Regions from separate parts of the Gossypium hirsutum genome. Here region 2 is linked to region 1. Evidence: chromatin contacts called from public Hi-C data. All regions are on one chromosome and are shown on one strand. The core of a region is the stretch at or near the end of the contact, and the rest is flanking DNA. Distances in the headings are between cores, read along the strand shown.

The links. A called contact is a pair of places that touch in the nucleus more often than the background predicts.
Region 2: a Hi-C map of leaf shows a contact between it and region 1, with 2.1 times the contacts expected there. The contact joins the promoter of LOC121230606 here to the promoter of LOC107961691 in region 1. A contact is called at or near these places in 3 of 34 Hi-C or Micro-C datasets (callus, hypocotyl and leaf).

The regions. Positions count from the first base shown.
Region 1 is chrA06:49,103,569-49,107,423 of Gossypium_hirsutum_v2.1, forward strand. LOC107961691 (L-arabinokinase) reads right to left here and starts at 1,956. Exons shown (of 30, transcript XM_016897767.2): 1 at 1,863-1,956; 2 at 1,565-1,770; 3 at 1,375-1,482; 4 at 1,167-1,235; 5 at 856-939; 6 at 621-697; 7 at 381-447. The coding sequence starts at 1,669.
Region 2 is chrA06:49,705,866-49,709,720 of Gossypium_hirsutum_v2.1, forward strand. LOC121230606 reads right to left here and starts at 1,933. Exons shown (of 6, transcript XM_041115588.1): 1 at 1,063-1,933; 2 at 680-947; 3 at 88-232. The coding sequence starts at 934.

The DNA of each region.
Region 1 (3,855 bases), core at 706-3,205:
AACAACATTTGGCATGCTTAAGCATGTGATATAGATTTTTTTTAAACAATCTCATTATAGGTTTTGACCATATCTGATCTTTTTGACACAATACCTCGAACTACACATAGCCCCTCCCCAACTCATAAATAGGAGGATAATGCGCTTAAGCTCACTCAAACTCACGTCCTCTTGCATTGGCAATAATGCCCAAGCCAATCGAGTTAAGACTCAATCAGCATCTAATATAGATTTCTCTACTAACAACCTTCACCAGGTATTAATCACTTAATAGGCATATATTTGTGAAGAACTAAAGCCTAAAAGTTCATTAGAAAAATGCCTACTAAGCAGCTAAGTACATCCATAGAATACATGAATCAGTTGATTATAAATATTACCTGCCAAACTATTGAACGATGGTGATATCCAGCAGCCATCACATACTCAGCATAAATGAAGTCCCAGCTGCAATCATAGATGGATATAGATCAAATAATTACAAGTAAAACTTTTGGCTTCTGACAATTTCACAGGGTTCATAAAGGTACCAAAAACAGTATGGTATGAAGGGTTTGAGAACAGATTAAATTCTTATAAAGGTGCACTTCTTCCTTGAAACGGTCATGATAATAAATTACCTGAAGTTGGTAACACAGACTGAGCGAATTCCAGCTTCAGCAGCGGCGCGGCATGCAACTGGAACAACATCTGAAACCTGTTTTCATTCACAGCAAACTTCGTTTTAATTTGGAAGACATGTTAAATATGATACAATTCTATGCCTCTTTTCCTTTTATTTTTATTAAAAGGTTAAATCAAAGACTCAGTGTCCCAATTTGATTCAAACACTTGATGGAAAACCAGAATACAAACCACTAAGTCAGCTTTGATGGAGTGGAGCCACTCTACTTCTGTTGCTAAAATAGAATCCCGAGGTCGGACAGCTGTTTCAGAATACTAATATATATAGAAATTAGAAAATATCCAACTAAAAAAGTACAAACAAGGGGGAGAAGGGGAAGGCAATAATAGCACGTAAATTTAAGTAGGTAGATACGGTAGAAACTTTTCAGACAATATGGAACTGAACTCAAGCTATAATATGGTTATGTTGGGAACATGACAATGTTGTAAAAATAAAATAAAATAATTAGAATTTATAACTACAAAAGGGCTTGAAATACCTTCTGCAGGGAGGCAAGACGATCCACGGTCAATGCATCTGCCTGAACTGCTCCACAGTCTAAAACTAGCTGATAATGTCATAGAGAGAAACATAGTAAAACAGATTCGACCATAATTTTGCAGCACAGATAAAGACAACTGTTGAAGTTCTTTAATCCCTAACACATTCACCACTATTATGTTTAATTAAATGAAAAAGGAGAGAACCTTGCGACGGAAGAGGCGAGGGGACTGAATTTCAGAAGAGTAAACGAAGTCAGGTGCACCGGTAACAACGTGCACATCATGCCCCGCTGCAATCAGATTTCGAACAACCTATAACAATCAATAGGCAGAAATGATAATTGGATCTAAAGGTTTCGAGGGATTAGACAGAATTAAGGACAAAAAGAAAAACCTCTACAACACGAGTGGCGTGGCCGAAGCCATGACCGGTGACATAATAGGCAAAGATGAGGTGATTGATGGATGCAGATTCTCCTCCATTCTCTTCGATCCTCATATCTACCACCACTTTTGTTTTTTTTTTTTTGAATCACTTCCTTCGTGTTTTGATCAAAATTTCGAGAGAAGTTTGTTTCAATTTAATAAGGAGAGGGGGGCCTATACAAATATGATGACCAATTATTAATAATAGTAATAAATAAAAATAATTTTTCTTTCCTTAATTAGTTAGATCAAATTTCTCAACTCACAAGGGAAGTTTGTTTCAATTTAATAGTGAGAGAGATGCACACAAACATGTGAGACGGCTACACAAGAGACAGAGTTGAGACGCAAACAAATTCAGAGACAAATAGACTACCGGATAAAGATGATGTCAATTATTAATAATAGTAAGAAGAAAAGGGATAAAGATGATAGTCAATTATTAATAATAGTAATAAGAAAAGGTATAACCAAAGTTTAGTACTTAAATTTGACAACTTTTTTAATTTTGTCTTTGAATTTCTCGTCATTCTATGTTAGTTTAGAAATAACTATTCTCAAATAATTTTTTAAATATCAAAATGTATATTTATTATAATATTAACTTGTGATTTCATAAAATTTTAAAGTTATCATGTTGCGGAGGTAAAGTTCATGTGTGCTTTTCTTTTTCTTCTATCCTTTTTTTTAGAATGCGCTACACTATAATCTAAACATTTTATAAAAACAAAATAATATTTTAAGTGATGACGTATCATAATATTAGAGTATCATGTCATCATATAGATCAAAATTAAAATATATATATCAAATTCTATATCGATAAATAAAATATTCCGAGACTAAATTGAAAATTTATCAAATTTAAAAGTCCAATGTTACTTTACCCCATAAATAAAAGATAAAAGATGATGAGAAAAAGACTTTAAACGTTTTTTTTTCTATTTTGATGGAAAAACTAAAAGTTTATTTATATTGTTATTAACTTTTTGGTTATAAAGTTTGATATACTATCCCAATCAACTAAAAAACCATACAAATTATTGCTACTGTCCTAGTAGCTTTCTGTTTTTGAAATTGTTATTTATATTAATATTTGAGCTTTTAATAATTTTATATAAATATTGATTTTTTTTATTCTAAAACGTTTAATATGAAAATTGATTTGTTAATTTGTAAAAGACCTGGCCATGATGACCTTCGATTTCTTTCTCATACGTTAATGCGTTTTATCCAAATTCGAACATTCAACCAATTAACGGAAGTTTTTTTTATAAATGAACCATTCTTTTACGATAGTACGTTTAGTATATATATATATTATTATAGCAGCCACTTTTTCTTTTTTTGAAAAGAAATATCATAGTAGCCCCTTTGACTTTTTTTATTAAAACATTTTTGCTCAAATTTTAATTATAGAATTTGTTTTCATGAATTTAATACCAAATAATTTATTTGATTGAGTTATTGATATACTAAGGGACTTAATACTGTTATAAATTTTGCATCCTTCCACTTTTTTATATAAAAATCAAATAAATATTAAGTTGAAACTATTGAATTTAAATTTTCGACAATCTCTCTTCGCCTCTTTTTTATTAAAAATAAAATTTTGAAGTTTCCTTAGTCTTATAAATCTTAAATTTTTAAATTCTAAAATTTTCATAAAATTAAAATAAAGTATTTATAAAATAAATAATGTCTACACCGTTCGAACTGTATCTATTTTTTTCTCTATTTTTATTTGTATAAAAATCTGTTTTGTTTCTTTATTTTCCCAACTTGGAGACATTTTATTGCATTAGCGGATAAATGTCAAATAACTACATATCTGGCACGCAACTCAACTCATCCAAACAACACATTTTCTTTTATTTTTAAATTAATTTCATGAAACATCTTTAAACTATAGTTCAGATTTTAAATTGATTTTTAAATTTTAAAATACTTTTATTAATGTGGCTCAATTCAAAAAAAAAATACAGTTTAGATTTTAAAATAATTTTTAAACTTTAAAATGCTTTAATGAAATTAATGACGTGGCTTAATAAAAACCTAGAACAAGACAAAAATGAAAAGCTAAGGAAAAGAGAAGCTTGCTGTAAATGGTTAAATGGGAAAATAACAACCACATTCCCTTTTTCATTTTAACTAATTCAATTATTTTGTTACATTATTAACAAAGCAACCTTATATCACTAATGCCTTTTATTTAAACTACATTATTTATCTTCATTCAATTAACCCTCTTTAAACTTA
Region 2 (3,855 bases), core at 683-3,182, 600 kb after region 1:
TGACATAAACAACAAAAAGATACATTGGAGCCTTGATCTTTAGTAACAGCAGGAAAATTGTGTAAGATATTGAACCGAGTTACTTACACATCCTTGTGAAGCTTACAAATGCAGAATAAGCAACAGACGAAAAAGCAGGCAAAAGGAACATTGGCAAAACTCGAAATGCCCTCATCTTCCAGTTCAAGTCCACAGATCTTGTTGTCATGATGGCATAAGAAACTGCAACAACCTGTAAATTGATAAGAAAATTCTCATGAGGACCCATCCGGAAGCAAGTTCTTTGACAAGGTAGAAAGCTATTCAAAGTATATGCCGTTTTATTTTTGCCCTTAAAAAAGGCCATTTTGGCAGCACTTATTTCCGGAAGGTGTTGATAGAATAATGGTTGGATTCAGACGTAAATATAAGATGCACAAATGAACCATGGATGGAAAAGATTAAAGTTTGTAAGGCAATATATACAAAAAGGTTGGACGCAGAGTATGAGAATCACCAATTACATCTAGCATGAGCTTTTCCCAATGACGAAGAGCAACAGCATGCACATGAAAATGAAATAGAATAGTAAAATTACGTTCCCATAGAAAATTGATTTTCAAAACTAGTAATACTGCTACTACTGTGAGGGTTGCAGATTGACAGAGAGATAGAGTGAGGATGGTAAGGGACGGGGTACCTCCAAAATGACAGAAAAGGCAATGAGATTCCGAATCATTCTCCTCCAGGTCTGGGATCTTCTTTTCATTCTCGAGAGGACAGCGGCCTCTTCCTTGGAAATGTGTTCAAGCCTCTTCTCGAAATCGTCCCCGTGAATCCTAAAGATTGCATTCCAAATGCGGGAGAGAAGTCCCTTGCCTTTCTTCTTTACCACCGGCAGCGGGGGACTGGATTCTTTGGTTTCACCGTCTGGAATGCCTTTGTCCTCCGCCATGACTCACTGTTGACTTCTCAAACACAAATAAAACTATTTCAAACACGTATCGAAATAAGTTGAGAGAATATGGAGGGTCATTTCATTTCCGATTCAGCATGTAGGGATTGGAAATAAGGAGGAAATACCTGGAAAGTCTCTTCTCTTCTCTGCTCTGCTCTCCTTGTTTTCTTATTATTATATTAATGAGATATAAATATGATACAATAAAATCTATGATTGAGATCAAAGTTGCAGATCTGATCTTCTTCTTCTTCTTCTTCTTCTTCTAATTTAATCGGTGTTGGATGATAGCAAAACAATTATGGTTTTTGTTGAAAAAAGAAAAAACGCGGATTTCAGAGTCTCCTTTTTTAACTTCACGATACCTAAACTCTACCTCCAAGTAATCAGCCATCTTCATCTATTTATTTTACTATTACTCTTCTCTAACCTCTATTTCTTCTAGATAATTTTTATTTCTGTTTCTGTATTACGATTTTGATTTTTTTTTTTACATTCTGGATTATGTTGGTGAATTTAACAAATAATTCTACTGTGTATTTTAGTGGTATGTATGGAAAAATATTAGCTGACATTGAAATCCATGATTGTTTGGTATATAAGTAATCAATCACAAATTCACTCAAATAAATATTTGAAATTTTTAATTAAAATATAATAATAAAAGAAATGTTTTGTTTTTGAAATATTGATGTAGAGGGGAGGAGCTCCAAGATACTTGCAGTAAAACTGTAAAAGAATAATTTATGGTCTAGATGAAAACATGAACCACTAGCCCCCATGGATCTAACATCGGAATCCGGTCAATTCTTAAGTACATAGCCAGCCGAAAATATGAAAGGAAAGGTGATGCGGGATAAATTAAATTGTAACTAGAAGCATTTAAGGAGGTAGCCGAGTCACCATGTTGTAGTTTGAGTTAAAAGAGAGAGGATAAAGGTAAGGTGGAGGGAGAAGGTTGACACAACCGAGTATCTAGAGTTAAACCACACCCCCCCCCCTTTTTTTTTAGAGTGGAAGCTATATACATCGACATGTGTCTTTGTTAGTGACTTTACTTCTAGGTGTGCTATTGATGTTGATTGACCTATGTGTCATTTCGTGGGTCTTTAGAGTCTCATAATAATGAGTCAACGGACTTATAAGTGGTGTGTGAGACATGATGATGTCTTTTCTTTTAATAAGATAATAGGCTTTAAAGAGATAAATAATTAGTGAGGTCTCCACTTGAGTGAAATGGAGCAGGGTGAAGTGTATAACAATTGCACTCCTTAAGTTAAAGGTGAAAGTTGTAAAGTGACATTCCTTAAAAACTAGAAAGTTTTTTTTTTATCTTTGTTCGCCTTTCTTTTGTCTTTCCTCTCTAGCAAAATGTTGGCAAAGGGGATTTTCATAAGATTATCGTTATGTTGCAAGATAGTTGAGCATGGAATCACTTGTGGTTATGGAGTAAGGGGACAGTTGAACGAGCAAGCATATATTGTTTCATTCACCCACGTCATCCTTTTAATTTACTGTAGTGAACAAGTGTGAAGCTATGATTTGTCGAGGGAATTGGCAAATATTAAGACAATTCTTGGAAGAGTCACTTTAAGGACTTCATAAATTGGTAAGGGGAATAGGTAAAAGTTCATTTGGCCTTCATTTGTTTTAAAAGGTTTTTATTTTAGCAAGTTGTCTGTGTGCTCGAATATTGGTCTTTTAGTTCGCAATGTTTTGTACTGTGGGTGAATGATTTGTTGTAGTGAGGGATTTTATTTTCTTTTAGTATTTTAATGTTTTTCTTTTGTTTTATATGTAATGACCTAGATTTCATTAGTGTTAAGAAATTCGATTTTGGGTGGATTTTTTAAACCAAGCCATTCCGAGAAGAAAAAATGAGAGGTTTTCAAGAATAGGTACAATATAGGATTAGAGTGTCATTAGTTTGTAATTAGGTGATTAATTAGAATTATTAAGGGGTTTATTTACAAAGTTTAGTAAATAATTATTATGGACTAAATTGTAAGATTGGCAAAATTAGTGGGGTCAATGTGTGAATATTAGAAAATATGATTTAACATATTAGAGGTTTTTATGTTGTAAATACCCCAAGCCTTTATTAGCAAAATGCCCATTTTGAATTGACAAAGAGAGGGAATGGTTAAGGAGAGTTATTGTTCACATTATTTCTCCGAACTTGCAAAAATTCTCTTTAACTTTACTTTCAAAATTTTCATCAATCTTTGATTTCTCTTTCAAGATTTCAGATTTGCTCGTCAATGACGAATTTGTGTTTTTTACAGGTGCGAACTATTAGCAAGTTTCGTTTCCATTTCCGAAAGTTATCCCTATTTAATTTATTCTCAATAAGAATGCTAATAAGAAGAGCATGAGACATATTTTAACTGGAAAACAATAAAGATTCACTAATGACAATCGTTGTATTAATCAAATATTTTCATTTCAGCAATATATTACGAATGCAAAATGATGCATACGTCTTGTATTAAAACCTTAAAAACATTTTTCTGTTGCTACAATCATTCTCACACCCATCAATCATGTTTCCTAGGGGTCTCATGATTAACTAGTAAGAACATGGATTACATTCAATCATTTTGTGAATCTTTATTCTCAAGACTCCTGTAACATCCTTGAAACCCCTTTTGTAGAAAATAATATGAGATAGATTCTTAGTGAAATAAGATGTAATGAAAGTAAAGGATAAGGGATGTTAGAGAAAAATGAAATAAGAAGTATGTTGTAAAATATTAATTTGAGTTAGAGACTAAATTGTAAAGATATGAAAAGTTTATGATCTAAATGTAAATATTTAAAATATAGGGGTTAAAGTATAAATATAGAAAAGTTGAAGAGCCAATAATGTAAATATATTAAGGGTGAAAGAGTCTAGAAAATAAGGGAAATGGATGAAT